Regions from separate parts of the Mus musculus genome. Here regions 1, 2 and 3 are each linked to region 4. Evidence: chromatin contacts called from public Hi-C and HiChIP or PLAC-seq data. All regions are on one chromosome and are shown on one strand. The core of a region is the stretch at or near the end of the contact, and the rest is flanking DNA. Distances in the headings are between cores, read along the strand shown.

Region 1 (3,495 bases), core at 952-3,451, 300 kb after region 4:
CCTCAGAGCTGCATCTGTCCTCCCTCAGTCTGTCCTTCAGGGCTGGAGTCTGGTGGAGGGCAGGGCAGGGCAGGGCCCAGGACTAGGGCTGGCATATGTGCCTGAGCACTCAGTCCTTCCAGGGGCTCTGGCTCTGTGCTGATCAAAAATGAGATTAAGTACCTGGCCCCAGAAATATAGAAATTAGGTTTTTTGGCTTGCTAGTAACTGGAGGATCCAAACTCTCGTATCAACCGAGGACCCCGTGGCAGACCTCATCATGTCAGAAATGAGAAGGAAGTTTGCAGAAGGGAATATATGCTAGCCTGACAGCAATGGCTGCAACCTGGGTGCTCACCGAACTGCAAGAGTTACAGTCATCCCTCAGAGAGAGGCTTCTTAAAATGGTTTCATCTATGACCCCATTTTACCTGAGAATTTTTGTTGTTCTGTCGTTGGTTGGTTGGTTGGTTTTGTTTGTTTTTCGAGACAGGGTTTCTCTGTGTAGCCTTGGCTGTCCTAGAACTCACTCTGTAGACCAGGCTGGCCTCAAACTCAGAAATCCGCTTGCCTCTGCCTCCTGAGTGCTGGGATTAAAAGCGTGTATAGATGTACAGATATTGAAGAGTGGTGGTAGGGAAATAGAGGTAAGCAGTTTATCTGTAGAACAGAAAACTTTGTTTGTAGTATAAAACCGTGATTCACACTGTGTGTCAGTCTCACACCTAAGCTGAGGCCTTGGCGGCAGCCACTCTCCTTCACTCCTGGCTCTTTTGTCCCAGGAGCTGCTGCTGGAGTTTGAATCTAAAATGCAGAGAAGAGAGCATGAGTTCCAGCTGAGGGCTGACGACATGAGCAACGTAGTCCTGACACATGAGCTCAAGGTAACTGGCTGGCCCTGGGCTTCGAATCACCATTGCAACTTTAATTACCCAGTGCTGCAGAATACCATGCTGTTCCTTTGTTAGTCAGTCAGTCAGTCAGTCAGTCTGTCTGTTTGTTTGTTTGTTTGTTGAGACAGGGTTTCTCTGTGTAGTCCCGTCTATCTTGGAACTCACTCTGTAGACCAGGCTGGCCTTGAACTTAGAGCTCCGCCTGCCTGTGCCTGCCGAGCGCTGGGACCACGCCAGGCTTCACACTGTTCCTTTTACCCATCTCCTCTCCTGGAACTTTTCAATCTTTCTCAGATAAAACTACTAAACAAAGAGCTGCAAGCTCTGAGAGACGCTGGAGCACGGGCAGCAGAGAGTCTGCAGAAGGCAGAAGCAGAACACGTGGAATTAGAGAGGAAGCTGCAGGAGCGTGCCCGGGAACTCCAGGATCTGGAGGCCGTGAAGGACGCTCGGTGCGTAGGTTCTGTTCTCCAGGCATTGTGGCCGTAAGGACTAGATCTGGTGGCGTTGCCTTCCTGGCATCTTTCCGTTCTACTCTTTGATCTCTTACGTAACTGCTCTTTACTGATACGGTTTCTGTTTAGGATAAAGGGCTTGGAGAAGAAGCTTTACTCGGCACAGCTGGCCAAGAAGAAAGCTGAGGAGACTTTCAGGAGGAAGTGCGTATTTCTGCCTGGGTGGTGCCACTGGAAAAGAGTCTAGATCTTGCTTACTGGAGACAAGAGCCCTGTGGCAGGTGGGCGGGCAGCCTGAGCTGGGACGCTGCTGTGGCTGGCACCATGCTCTCCTTCCTCAGAGAGGGTTAGGCATCCGGTGTCTCCAAGCTTAAACTTTTTAAGGACCAAGAGTCCAATTCAGGTCATTGATAAAACACAAACTAAGAATGTTGAAAACTCTGGATTTAGTCTCCAGTGTCTAAAACAGGCTTTTAAAAATATAACCTTAGTTAAATTTTAACTTTTATGGGTAAATGAGATGGCTTTGTGGATAAAGTCACTTGTCACCATAGCTGGTGACCTGAGTTCCATCCCTGGAACCCATGTGGTAAAAGGAGAGAACTGACTCCACACATATGCCTCCATACTAGGTAAATAAGTATTTAAAAATTAAGCGTTAACATTTAGACCTTGGCTGTCTTACTAGCTAGTGTATAAGTTTTAGACGATCGCCTCAAGCTTTGCCATGCTGATGTCCCCCTACTATTGCTGATGTAGACTCTGGATTCTGTCCCTCTGACTGCAGCAGGCTCTTCACGTTGCCAGGTCTGGGACACCCAGGAAGTGGTGGTGTGCTGCCTCAAGGCGGAGCTTCAGCCATGCAGTTAAAGCATTGCTCCTCCCCCCAGTACTGCAGGGTTCGGGAGGTGCTGGGACAGTAAGGAGTCGGTCAACGAGGAGTGGGGCGGGGATGCCAGCTGGAAGCTCAGTGTGGACTCAGCAAGACGCATTTACTCTCTCTTCTAAAGGGAACAGTAACTGTAGCTACCACACACCACACACTCAGGCTGCCCAGTTACACTTGGGAGGGGAAGAAATTTTCTCTTGTGTTTTCTCATGCCACTATTTGTGCAGTACGGACAAACTGATACACTAAGGGAGTGCTCAGGAGTCTGCCCATCTGAGAGGCAGGTGGCATCTGTTTTCCATGGCTGGTCAAGCGTAGGTTGTTAGGAGTGTTTTGTGAATCTGCTTTGGTATCTGTGTGAGCTTTGGGGGCCTCCGAGAGCCCGGCACCTAAGAAGATCTGCTTACATGGGAAGAGCTAGCGCGCCCACAAGTTACTCCTGCAGAGTCAGCCATCTTGTCAGGGACAGCTGTAGTGTAAGAAAAGGATGGCAAACACTTTGGAAGGTTCCAGGGCACTGAGTGAGCCACCGCGGGACCCTCCCCTGTGTTTCAGACATGAAGAGCTTGACCGTCAAGCCAGGGAGAAAGACACAGTGCTGGCGGCAGTGAAGCGCGCCCATGCAGAGGAGCTGCAGACGCTGGACGCCAAGGTGCTGGAGCTTCAGTTCCTCTGTGAAACCCTGGAGGGACAACTGCGCAGGGCTGAGTGCACAAGAGCAGAGGACGCCAAGGAGAAGAACGCCCTTACTGACAAGTGAGCTGCTGCCTCTGGCCGGCCCAGCCCAACAGCCTCGTGTGCCTGTGTCCAAGGCAGAGGCAGATGTGGGCCATTTTAGAATGGAATTTTGCAAGCAGTGGGTAGGGGCTTTCTGCCCACCCCCGACCCCCTGACCCCGCTGCCATTTCTAGTAATGTTTTCTTTTTAATTATATAGTTTTATATTTATGCTTACTTGTGATAAGTGTATTTAACAAAGTTAACCTATTGCCTTCACTTTTTGTTTTTCTGAGACAAAGCCTCATTTGTGCAAACCTGGCCCAGAACTTGTTCTATGACCTTGGATAGCCTCGGATTTATAATCCGTGTGCCTCCACCTCCCAAGTGTTGGGACTGCAAGCATGTGTCACTATAGCTCCCCCCCCCACCCCCCCGCCCCTGGACTTATTTTTCCTGCCTCAACTTCCTAAGTGCTGCTGGGGTTATAGGTATGTAGCACTGGCATCAGGATACGGCAAATGCAGTTTCATCTGTCCGTCTGCAGTGCTCGTCCCATTTGG
Region 2 (3,492 bases), core at 139-2,638, 350 kb after region 4:
GTTTGAAGTGTTACCAAACTGTTCTAAAAAAAATCCGGCCCTGTGCCAGCAGCTGCCTGCCGGCAAGCAGCTCTCTGCTCCAGTGCCCAGACCTTTCCCCAGTCTGATAAATGACAATGATACTTCATTGTTGGTCTTAATTTACAGGTTGGTTTTTTTGGGAGGAGGATGGGGTTTTTGTTTTGTTTTGCTTTGCTTTGCTTTTTGAAACAGGGTTTCCTGTAGCTCTGTCTCGTTTCAAACTCTATGTAGCTTAAAATGACTTTGAGCTTTTGATCCTCCTGCCTCAGCACCTTAATTCTCAGTCACTAGTTTTGTTGCTGTTGTTCACCTGGCTGCTTTGTTGATGTTTGTTTTTGTGTGGCAGGGTGTGACTGAATAGCACCGACCTTCCTGGAACCACGCTTTGTGTAGTCTAGGCTGGAATTGACTAAAATCCCCCTGCCTCTGCCTGCAGAGTGCTGAGATTAAAAAGTGTGTGCCACCACACCTAGCCCATTAACCTGCAGTTTTGAAGCTGTAGACAGTTCCTGGTTGGCTTTAATGTGAACTTGTGACCTTTTCACAGAGGACAATTGAAACTGAGGACTTAGGGTAACAGGCTCACTGGGGAGGATAAAGGAGTACTAGGAAAGGGACAGGTCCTGGGAGACCAGAGGCAGGGCAGAAGGTCCATGCCCACAGGGATCAGGGATGGGGTTCTAGGTGGGACTGTCCTGAGCAGCCAGTATCTGGAAGGTACCCTTCAGTGCTAGGTCAGCTCTTGGTTTGAAGTATACAAGATGAAGTCCCAGGTACAGTGATCCCATTTTCAAGTAGAAACCAGGCCAGATCATGGCCAGCTGGGTGAAAAAAGGGTTTAGGAGGAGGGCTAAAGTTGTCCATGGGACAAAGGGTCATGGGCGTGGAAACTCCTAAGGAATGTGGCTACTGGTTGGAACTAGCCCAGCCCCTCCCTGCTCAGTACTAGGCTCCAAACTTTTGTCAACTTCTTGCACCAAACTGAAGGCTACACAGTACAGTGCAATGTTTGAGTTAGGTTTTTTGTTTGGTTGGTTTTTTAGTGTTGTGGGCTGTTTTTAGTGCATCCTTATGGCACAAGACTCTAATTCCAGCTCGTGGTAGGCAGAGAAAAGAGGAGCATCATGAATTACAGACCAGCCTGGGTCATTTCTTAAGTCCTGCTTACATAGCCCACCCGCTGTGGAGATTCTGACTGTAACAGTGACCACACTGTGTACTACCAGGCTTCTCTAATCTGGAGATCCAGAGGAAAAAGGAAAAAGAACAGCTCACCCTTGTCTGATGGCCTGACAGTAGAGCCTCCCTGTCCTAGACTCAGCTTGAATGGCCAGCCCTTTACCTCAGGCCTCACCAGGAGAACACTCGTACAGGGGAGGGGTGGGAGGACAGGCAGGAAGTGGCTAATGGGCTAGGCCTGGACACACCTACTCTGGCTCCTCCCTGGCTCTGTAGATCTAATGAGCTTCTGTTTCTAGGGAAGCTAGAAAATGATTTTTTTTTTCTTCAAAATGTTCACTTTGAGAACAAAAACCAAACTGTTTGTTGATTGAAACAGGGTTTCCCTGTGTAACCCTGACTATCTGTCCTGGAACTCACTCTGTAGACCAGGCTGGCCTGGAACTCAAATCCACTTACCTCTGCCTTCCTAGTGCTGGGATCAAAGGCATGCACTGCCACTCCCTGGCTACAAAACAATTCTTGTAAGGACTGGAGGACATACCTTTGTGGGTAAAAGTGCTTGCAGCTCAAGGCTAAGGACTGGAGTTCAGATCCCAGCACCCACATAGGCCGAGTGTGGCAACATGCACCTGTCATGGTGGATTTGGGGGATGCTGGCAAGTTTAGCTGAGACAGCATGTTCCAGATTCTGTGAGAGACCTTAACATTAGGAAACAGCCCGCTATGATGGTGCATGCCTTCAATCTCAGCACTAGGGATGCAGGGTGGGTAGAGCTGTCTATGGTTCAAGGCCAGACACAATAGAGTAACCATGTATCAAAAGATGAAGGTGCTGTAATCCCAGCACTCGGGACACAGGTAGATTTCTGAAGCAGAAACTTGTCAATTGGATGGTGTTTTGTTGGGACACACATGAAGGAACGTTTAGCTGAAGTGGACACAGGTGAAAGACTAAGGAATGTTTGGCTGAAGCAGGCATAGATAAAAAGGTGTTTTGTTAAAGCAAGCACATGAAAGGACGTGTGGTGAAAGATTTTTTTTATTAAGGACACACATGTATTGGTCTGTCTTATATTGTGTAGTTGAGCTGTATTTATCGGGACTCAATAGAAAGAAATACAGCAAAAAACAAAAACAAAAAAACTTCTGGTGGTGTGCCACAGTTTCTTGTCCCTTGAGTGGACTTGGGGTGATTGACAGAGTGATGTCAGCTGTGACAGACCCACATGCTGAGACAAGACCTGTAGAAGACACATGTTTAGACAGTATAAATAGGACTCAACGGACAATGACCAAGGCTGAGCTTGGCTTGCTTATAGAACTAGCTGTGTACTGCCTGTGGGTCTCATGTCTTCGTTGGTCTTCGCTTCCCTGAGAGAGTCACAGCCTAACCCTGAGAACTCCTCCTGGTATTCCTCCAGGTCCCTCCTGCTGACTTGAGCTAAGGCTGATGCCTGTCTGTTCCTATTAGGCCGTGACACTGCTGCTACTACCCTGATATTTCTGTTTGTAACTGGTGTTTCTCAATGGATGGAGCTGCCTCTGCTAACCTATAAAGTGAACTGCCAATTTCCAGACAACACAGACAGGACTTAATCCAGAGAATCATTTCTAAACAGGTCCACTTTCCCTGTATCCTTTCTTTTCCACTACCTCTGGTGGATGGTGGGCTAAAGGGAGGTTAAAACATTTTAAAACCATCATTAAAAATCGTGTTTTAAAGCCGGGCGTGGTGGCACACGCCTTTAATCCGAGCACTTGGGAGGCAGAGGCAGGTGGATTTCTGAGAGTTCAAGTCTACAAAGTGAGTTCCAGGACAGCCAGAGCTATACAGAGAAACCCTGTCTCGGAAAAAAAAAAAAAAAGAAAGAAAAGAAAAGAAATTAAAGTTACAGATTTCTCCCAGTTTGAGTACTGTAATCCAAGCACTCGGGAGGCAGAGGCAGGAGGGTCCCAGAGCAGATCATCCTGCTCTACAGAGTAAGTTCTAGAGAAACCCTGTTTCAAAAAACCAAAATAAATAAATAAAATAAGATAAAGGGCTGGCAAGATGGCTTAGTGGATAAAGGAGTGTGCTGCCAAATCTGACAAGTAAAATTTGGTCCCTGGGAAACATCGAGGAAAGAACACCACAAGTTAACGTCTGACCTTCATATACATGCTGTGACAGCATGTGCCACACACTCATAAAACAACAAAAAAGTGGGGGGCCGGAGAGATGGCTCAGCCGATGTTAGCACATGTTGCTCTTGCCAAGGGTGCAGGTTTGAGCCCAGCACTCACATACTG
Region 3 (3,343 bases), core at 805-3,304, 440 kb after region 4:
ACCTAAAGAAGGAATCTGAATTTTCAGCAATGAGATGTGGAGTCTTGAACCCAGGGCCTGAGAGCATACTAAGCCAACGGTGCCCCATCAGTGATGCTCGGTGATGTGAGCCACACCCTCGGCCCAGGGCAGTGAGATTGCTGGGTTTGGAATTATCTGGACAGAAGCATCAGCTTGGGACTTTTTGTTTTGTTGTTATAAATGAAGGTAGTGATGTGATCTAGCTGGAGCAGGCACACTGGATTCCAATGCCCAGGGACCCAAGAACCCACCATGCCTGCAGTGTGTCTAGAGAGTCCCCTGGCTGTTCCCCTCAATCTGTTCCTCCCAGGTGCCCCTCACCTGCTGCCCCGTACCAGCCAGGAACTCCGCCTTTGGCAGAGACACTGAGGCACCGTCTTTACTTTGAGGCAGGACTCTTGTAAATCTTTTTTTTTTTTTTTTTTTTTTTTGACTGTCCAGAAAAGGCTATTTGTTTTTTATTCAAGTAACTGCAAATAAGAAACCAGGGAGGAAGCCCCAGGCTGGGACAAATACTGGCCACCCCTCCCCCACAGAACAAGGGGAGGTGGCCCTACACCCTTTTCCCATCAAAGTGGGCCCCCATCCTCACTCTGCTGCAGCATCCACGGGGTGGGGCCCCATCTTCCTTAGTGTGGGGTAGGTAACCAGTCTGCTGCGCCCCAGCCCCCCTTCCCCTCGAGTGTATTGTGTGGGGGAGAGAATACAGGCAAATTCAGGAGGATGAACATCTGACGCTGGTAGCAGCAGCAATAGTGGGTATCTAAGAATGAACATGGAACAAAAAAAAAACAACACAACCGTCCAGAGGTAGTTTGTGAACAGAGGAGAAGATGGAACCAGAACCATGGGGGGCAGGGAGGAGCGAAAAGGAGGGGGCGGCAAGGCTAGCTCCTTAGTGCCCTGCGGGAGGAAGGAACAGCCTAGAGTGGACTGGGGGAGGCGTGTTGGTGCCCGTTTGCCTTTGGTGGAGGCGAGAACAGGCCCTTACTCTGGAGATGGGCGGTAACCCCATCTGTCTAGTCTCAGGTGAGAACATTAAAGTGGGTGGAGCCAACATCATCCTACTTCCTGTTGTCAAGGGGCTCAGCCAACCCAGTGCATGATCTCTGTAGGGTGGGGCAGGAGGGGCTGAGAAACCCACCCGGTGATACTTTGGTGGGGACATGCTGGGATCTAAGCATCCCCTGCCCTGACCACACTGCTGCTGCTAGGTCAGCCACTGGGCCTTGTCAGAGTGAGATGGGGCCGGGGCCCCTTAAGGCCAGGGAATGCTCCCAGGACCCTCTACGGGGAAGCCAGGAACAGCAGGGCAGAAGGGACCCGCAAAACAAAGCGCCCAGAGAGCCACGGCTCTGAGGGAGGTGCGCAGCAGGCCGGGCTGCGGCTAAATGGGAAGTTAGCCTTGTCAGGATGGGGCAGGTGTGTTCGGGAGGAGGGCACAGGGACTGAGCCGAATCCTGCTCCCTTGGGTGCTGCGGAGCAGAGCCTGCAGCTGGTGCCTGGTGCGGTAGTGTGCAGTGGGGGCGGGGAGGGGCCTGGGAGCAGGGCTTCCAGTCCCAGGGGACAGCTGCTCCTCAGTGGCTATGGAGCAGGCGGCACTGCGAGTGGTGATCACTGCTCCTCCTCAGAGGACTCCTGGGAGATGCCCTCCTCTTCCTCCTTCTCCAGTTTCTTGGGTCTGCCCCTTGGTTTCCTCCCTGGAGCTGTGGTGACTTTCCGGGTCTTGGCGGCGCCCTTATTCTTGCTTCCCTTTGGTCGGCCCCGAGGTCTCTTCGGAGTTGGCACTTCACTGGGCTCTTTCTGACTCCCGACCAGCGCCGTCCCAGGACTCACCGGAGGCTGCTTGCGTGGCCTGCCCCGGCCTCGCTTCTCAGTCCCATCCTTTTCCTGCTTGGAGGCCAGGGGCTGGCTGGACTTTGAGCCCGACTCGCTCATTCTCCTTCTCTATGTGTGGGGCAGCACACAGTGAGTGCCTTCTTGGAGCCGCGCCAACACCAGAAATAGCCCCGACTCGGAGTCCCAATTAGAGGCGACTCTTGTAAATCTAAGCATGGATTCTGGGGTTTCCTGCCCCAGTTGCAAACCCTGAGTACCTCTGTGCATCTCCTCTTCTCTGAGCAGAGACCTGGTTCTTTGGAGCCAGTTAGGAGTAATCAGAGAATATTGTGCACCTCAACCCGTGTCTGGCGATTGTTTGAGGTGTGCTGAGGGTCTCTTGTCTTGTGTGTCAGGGTTCATGGAACAAGTACTCACGATCCAGTGAGTCATAGCAGGTCACACGACATCTGGGCCGGGCAGGAGGCTCAGATGCCTCATGGACAGCCCTGGGGAGGAGGTGTGCTCAGACTGCCGCCTTTCCCTTGCTCAGTCCAGGCTCTGCACTGAGACCGTGTGAGTCGCTGAAAGGAGGCAGCTGTACTTCCAGTGCTCTATAGTGCAGGGACAGCAGTACCCTTCCCCTGAGCATTCCTCCGCACTGGTCAGAAGGGTGCTCTGGGACCTTCCTGTGGCTCAGGGGACAGCATACACAGTGGGGGCCCGGAGCCCAATCATTTGCTGCTGCCTGGCAGTTTCCTCATAGCTAACAGGGACAGATCATGCCTGCTCACTGTGTCCTTGATCCCAGTCTGAGCAAACCACCAAGTCCTATAGCCAACCTCCAGGTGGCACTGAATACTGGTGTCTGGCCTGATCTATCCAGTAAGATCAAAGCCCTTCCCCTTCTATGACAAAAGCTGTGGATTGTGACCAACCTGCTGTCTGGTGGCCATCGGAACTCCTGGGAAATGGTGGCCTTTCAGGGATGCCAGTTGGCCACCAGGCAGGAGGAAGTGGTTTACCAGGAAGGGAGCATCAAGCTCCAACGTCTTGGGAAGACAGTCATCTGCTAGCTTCGCCCTTAGGAGCGCATTTCTCCTAAGATGTCTTCACCCTCCACAGCTCCTGCTCTATCTCCTGTCACCTATGTTGTCTGAAGACTTCTCTATCCAGAGTCATGTGCTGAGCCCTAACTACAACATTATGTGAGGACTGTTGTATAACAGTTTCCTTTGAAATTAAAACACCCCATCCTGCATGGAAGTTCCTTAAGTAGGGATGCAAACAACTCATATAGTTTCAGGAAGTTCCTGAAACTGACCAATTTCACAAGATCCCTTGCTGTCAGGGTAAGCAACAAAAGCTGAGAGTCTCTCTCAGACAAACCAAGCAGCAAAGAAGAAAGACTGCAGATCAGAGCCCAGAAGACGCAAAAGTCAGCTGAGTTACCTACCTACTGTCGTCATCTCCACTCCGAGCCGGTGGTGACAAGAACGACACA
Region 4 (3,358 bases), core at 710-3,209:
AAAACACTGCATGACCCCTTCAGTCCTGGGCCATCAATTGCAACTGAGGCTGCACTTTCACCAATGGCCTTCCATGGCCTCTCACAGTGCCAATCCTCAGCTGTTCTGCTCAACTCCTTCATGCCTTCAAAACCAGTACCACCTGGGTGACTCTTACACATTACCAAGTCCAGCCACAGCACAAGGTACAACTTTGGCTATATCTGGAACACAGCCACTGTGCTCTCAGAAAACACCTCCCAGAAGATGTCACCTCAATGATGCTGGTCTCTTCTTAATCACCGCTAATTTCTTAGCTCCAGCTAACCAGCATCAATAGTCCCAGTAATGCAAAGTTTTTGCTTTAGTAGTTCTGGTATCTTGTTAATCACAGCTGATTCTTCAGCCCCAGCTAACCAGAACTACAGAATCTTCACAATCAAAACAGCAATGGCCCTGAAAAGAGTCTTTAATTTTCCCTCTGAAATTTCACAAACCAAACCTCCATCTTCTGCACTGTTCTCAACATTATCTTCCAAGCTCCTACACAACATCTGACAGAGCTCTTAACAACGAATGGATCTTCAAGCCCAAAGTTCCAAAGTCCTTCCACAGTCCTCCCCAGAACATGGTCAGGTTGTCACAGGAATACCCCACTCCTGGTACCAATTTGTCTTAGTCAGGGTTTCTATTCCTGCACAAACATCATGACCAAGAAGCAAGTTGGGGAGGAAAGGGTTTATTCGGCTTACACTTCCATACTGCTGTTCATCACCAAAGGAAGTCAGGACTGGAACTCAAGCAGGTCAGGAAGCAGGAGCTGATGCAGAGGCCATGGAGGGATGTTCTTCATTGGCTTGCCTCACCTGGCTTGCTCAGCCTGCTCTCTTATAGAACTAAGACTACCAGCCCTGAGATGGTCCCACCCACAAGGGGCCTTTCCCCCTTGATCACTAATTGAGAAAATGCCTTACAGTTGGATCTCATGGAGGCATTTCCTCAACTGAAGCTCCTTTCTCTGTGATAACTCCAGCTGTGTCAAGTTGACACAAAGCTAGCCAGTACACCACCCCACCCCCTCCTGAGGAAGGAGGATTAAAGTTTAAGACTTGCCTGGGCTATAAAGGAAGGTCAAGGCTAGACTTTGCAACTTAATAAGACCCTGTCTCCAGACTAATAAGTAAAATAAGGACTGGATTGCTTAGTGGTACAACACTTGTCTAGCATGCAGAAGGCCTTAGGTTCAATTCCTCGTACTGAAAAACAATTAAGGCAGTGGTAATTTGGAGAGATGGTGACTAGCTCCGTGATACAGCACCGGCTGCTCATTATGCCAGGAACCCTGCGATCCACCCTGGCTACTGCAAATAACAACAACAATAACCTGAAAAGGGAATAAACTCTACATATATCAGAACTGACTATAGTTTCCATTACAGTTCATTTCTGGAGGACACTGAAGCAGTCAAGATATTAGAAACAGTTTTCCTACCTTCTGTAAAATCACAAGCGATTATTAAAAAGAATTACAGAGTTGTGCATCCAGTTGCATGATTTCACCTGCTCGTCCTGTGCAAGGACTCAAAAGTCCTAGCCTTAGGAACCACACCCCCCCTACGCTCGCCCTCAATCCCCAACCCTGCCCGACCTGCCACTCTCAGGCAGTTCAAAGTCCCTGACAGGCTTCTCAATGCAGCTCTCGGGGCCGGGGAAAGGAGAGGGCGGCGGCCGTAGGAGACAGGTCATCCGGGCCCAGCACAATCGGTGGCTGTGGGCTTGACTCACCCGCGTCGCCGCCGCAGCCCAGCTACAGGAGAAGACAGAATTCCGCAGGTGCCTCAGGGTTGCAGTGCCAAGGGCCGAGAAGGCTCCGCCTCCCCCCACCCCACCCCACCCCCGCCACCGCTCGGCCTCCGATTGCTCTCGTCTGGCCGTGAGCCGGACGAAGACCGAGCGCGTCGCTCCCGCGTCCCGACCCCGTTCCCGCCTCGCTTTCGCTGTCGCAGCTATTGCCCCGAGTTTGGTGGCTCTCGTGTCGTAGCTGGCTCTGCGACGGCTGGGCCCGATGGCGCCTCAGCGGAGGGGACCACCCAGAATTCCCGAGGGAAGTAGTGCTGCAGAGCGCCGGCGCGCGACCAGGTAGCGGGATCCTTAGGGACCGGGAGGCCGCGCGCCACAGCGGGCGGAGCCTGACTGGTGTGTGTGGGCGTGGCCACTCCGAGGGCGGGGTCGGAGGGAGGCAGAGCGTGGTCTTGATTGCTGTGTCCTTGGCAGAGTGAGGCGTGGCCATCCCAGGGGTGGGACCTAACAGGGGTGGGACGTGCTCATGACAAGGCGGGGTCTGACTCGTGTCTGGGTTGGTCCCTGGCTAGAGGTGACAGGTGGGACCAGCCCTACTGAGACTTGAGCAGGCTTAATTTAGAGAGAGGGCGTGGTAGTGTGGGCGTGATTGATGTGTTGGGGCGTGACTTGGTTAGTGTATCCTGCGGCATCCTTTCTATAGTGAAAATGTCCACGTGGCTGCCCACCTCCAAGCTCTGCACAGAGGCCCTGCCCACAGGAAACCTCTTCTTGGAGTCGAGCTGCATTCAGTCACGTGAACAGGTTTCTCTCGCTAGGGACCCTTTTTGAGCCTTTAGGACTCCCCACCCACTACATGGTCTGTCTCCTCACATCTCTGCTGGTTACCTCATCCCAGCCTTTCACACCTCACCTATCCAAAACTGGCCTTGTGAGCCTCTGTCAAACCCACACCTGAAATGGTAACTAAGAAACGGAGTCCTTAGGGACAGGGACCTAACTCTGACAATTCTGCATGTATTTTGAGACCTTTCCTGGACAGCAGAGCTCAGCCACTCTAGTTATACACACAGAAGTGTAGAGACACAGACACAGCTTCATCAGGGACCGGACCACACAGACCTGGGTCGTAGAGGAAACTTACACATATCATTTCTGACATTCTTCTGTGCTCTTTCTGGCTCCAGGTTTATGATTTGAGTTAAGTAGATATGCTTCATGTACGCTGGTTTACGTACACATGTGTTCGTGTAGAAACACAGGCTTGGGATGGGGCAGTCATATATGGATGCATGAGTGATCAGAGACTCACATGCCCTGACAATCCTCCAAATAGGTGCTCTGTGGGCTGGACAGAAATTACCTATGGTCAGCCCACAATTTTTTTGCCCATTGAAGCACATATTCAGCCCTGTCTGGTCAGAGAAGACAGGTCCATATACTGCCTGGGAAGCTCTTCTGAGGGGTGGTGATGGTGGGCATCCTGATAAGCTTGAGTTGTGGATGGAAGTAGATGCCCTACTTCCCACCAGCTGCCTCATAATTAGCTTACAAGTACTTCCCATATCTCAGGATTGAT

What was found. Hi-C and Micro-C count contacts between places; a contact is called where the count stands out from the background. HiChIP or PLAC-seq counts read pairs in DNA pulled down with a chosen protein or histone mark.
Region 1: a contact with region 4 is called in a Hi-C map of nephron progenitors, with 4 times the contacts expected there. The contact joins the enhancer-like site here to the promoter of Ogfod3 in region 4. A contact is called at or near these places in 7 of 39 promoter capture datasets (the 3T3-L1 cell line, 3T3-L1-derived adipocytes, embryonic stem cells and 3 more), 33 of 484 Hi-C or Micro-C datasets (the AML12 cell line, B cells, the C2C12 cell line and 18 more), 4 of 115 datasets of contacts at active chromatin or transcription factors (embryonic stem cells, epiblast stem cells and kidney) and 1 of 9 other capture datasets (embryonic stem cells).
Region 2: an H3K27ac HiChIP or PLAC-seq map of embryonic stem cells shows a contact between it and region 4, with 2.2 times the contacts expected there. The contact joins the enhancer-like site here to the promoter of Ogfod3 in region 4. A contact is called at or near these places in 1 of 484 Hi-C or Micro-C datasets (embryonic stem cells), 6 of 115 datasets of contacts at active chromatin or transcription factors (bone marrow-derived macrophages, embryonic stem cells, extraembryonic endoderm stem cells and 1 more) and 2 of 9 other capture datasets (adipose tissue and liver).
Region 3: a contact with region 4 is called in a FOXA1 HiChIP or PLAC-seq map of pancreatic cancer cells. The contact joins the promoter of Hmga1b here to the promoter of Ogfod3 in region 4. A contact is called at or near these places in 6 of 39 promoter capture datasets (3T3-L1-derived adipocytes, embryonic stem cells, hippocampal neurons and 2 more) and 1 of 115 datasets of contacts at active chromatin or transcription factors (pancreatic cancer cells).

What each region holds. Positions count from the first base shown.
Region 1 is chr11:120,901,352-120,904,846 of GRCm38.p6, reverse strand. It overlaps Ccdc57 (coiled-coil domain containing 57), which reads left to right. Exons shown (of 19, transcript NM_027745.1): 4 at 762-863; 5 at 1,167-1,324; 6 at 1,457-1,531; 7 at 2,772-2,972. Among named protein-coding and RNA genes, the nearest start is that of A430102A20Rik, 30 kb to the left of the region's middle. Within about 2 kb of position 2,201, at least 65 of the 459 cell types and tissues checked have an H3K27ac peak or open chromatin away from gene starts, as enhancers often do. A contact at or near this core is called in the AML12 cell line, the G1E-ER4 cell line, liver and 1 more, where this site is marked.
Region 2 is chr11:120,848,752-120,852,243 of GRCm38.p6, reverse strand. The region is part of intron 18 of Ccdc57 (coiled-coil domain containing 57); the gene reads left to right. Among named protein-coding and RNA genes, the nearest start is that of Fasn, 26 kb to the right of the region's middle. Within about 2 kb of position 1,388, at least 126 of the 459 cell types and tissues checked have an H3K27ac peak or open chromatin away from gene starts, as enhancers often do. A contact at or near this core is called in adipose tissue, bone marrow-derived macrophages, embryonic stem cells and 3 more, where this site is marked.
Region 3 is chr11:120,761,505-120,764,847 of GRCm38.p6, reverse strand. It overlaps Hmga1b (high mobility group AT-hook 1B), which reads right to left and starts at 2,054. Exons shown (of 2, transcript NM_001166477.1): 1 at 1,858-2,054; 2 at 456-1,824. The coding sequence starts at 1,959. The coding sequence ends at 1,636.
Region 4 is chr11:121,203,249-121,206,606 of GRCm38.p6, reverse strand. It overlaps Ogfod3 (2-oxoglutarate and iron-dependent oxygenase domain containing 3), which reads left to right and starts at 1,959. Exons shown (of 9, transcript NM_025402.2): 1 at 1,959-2,118. The coding sequence starts at 2,045. It also overlaps a transcript of Hexdc not described here.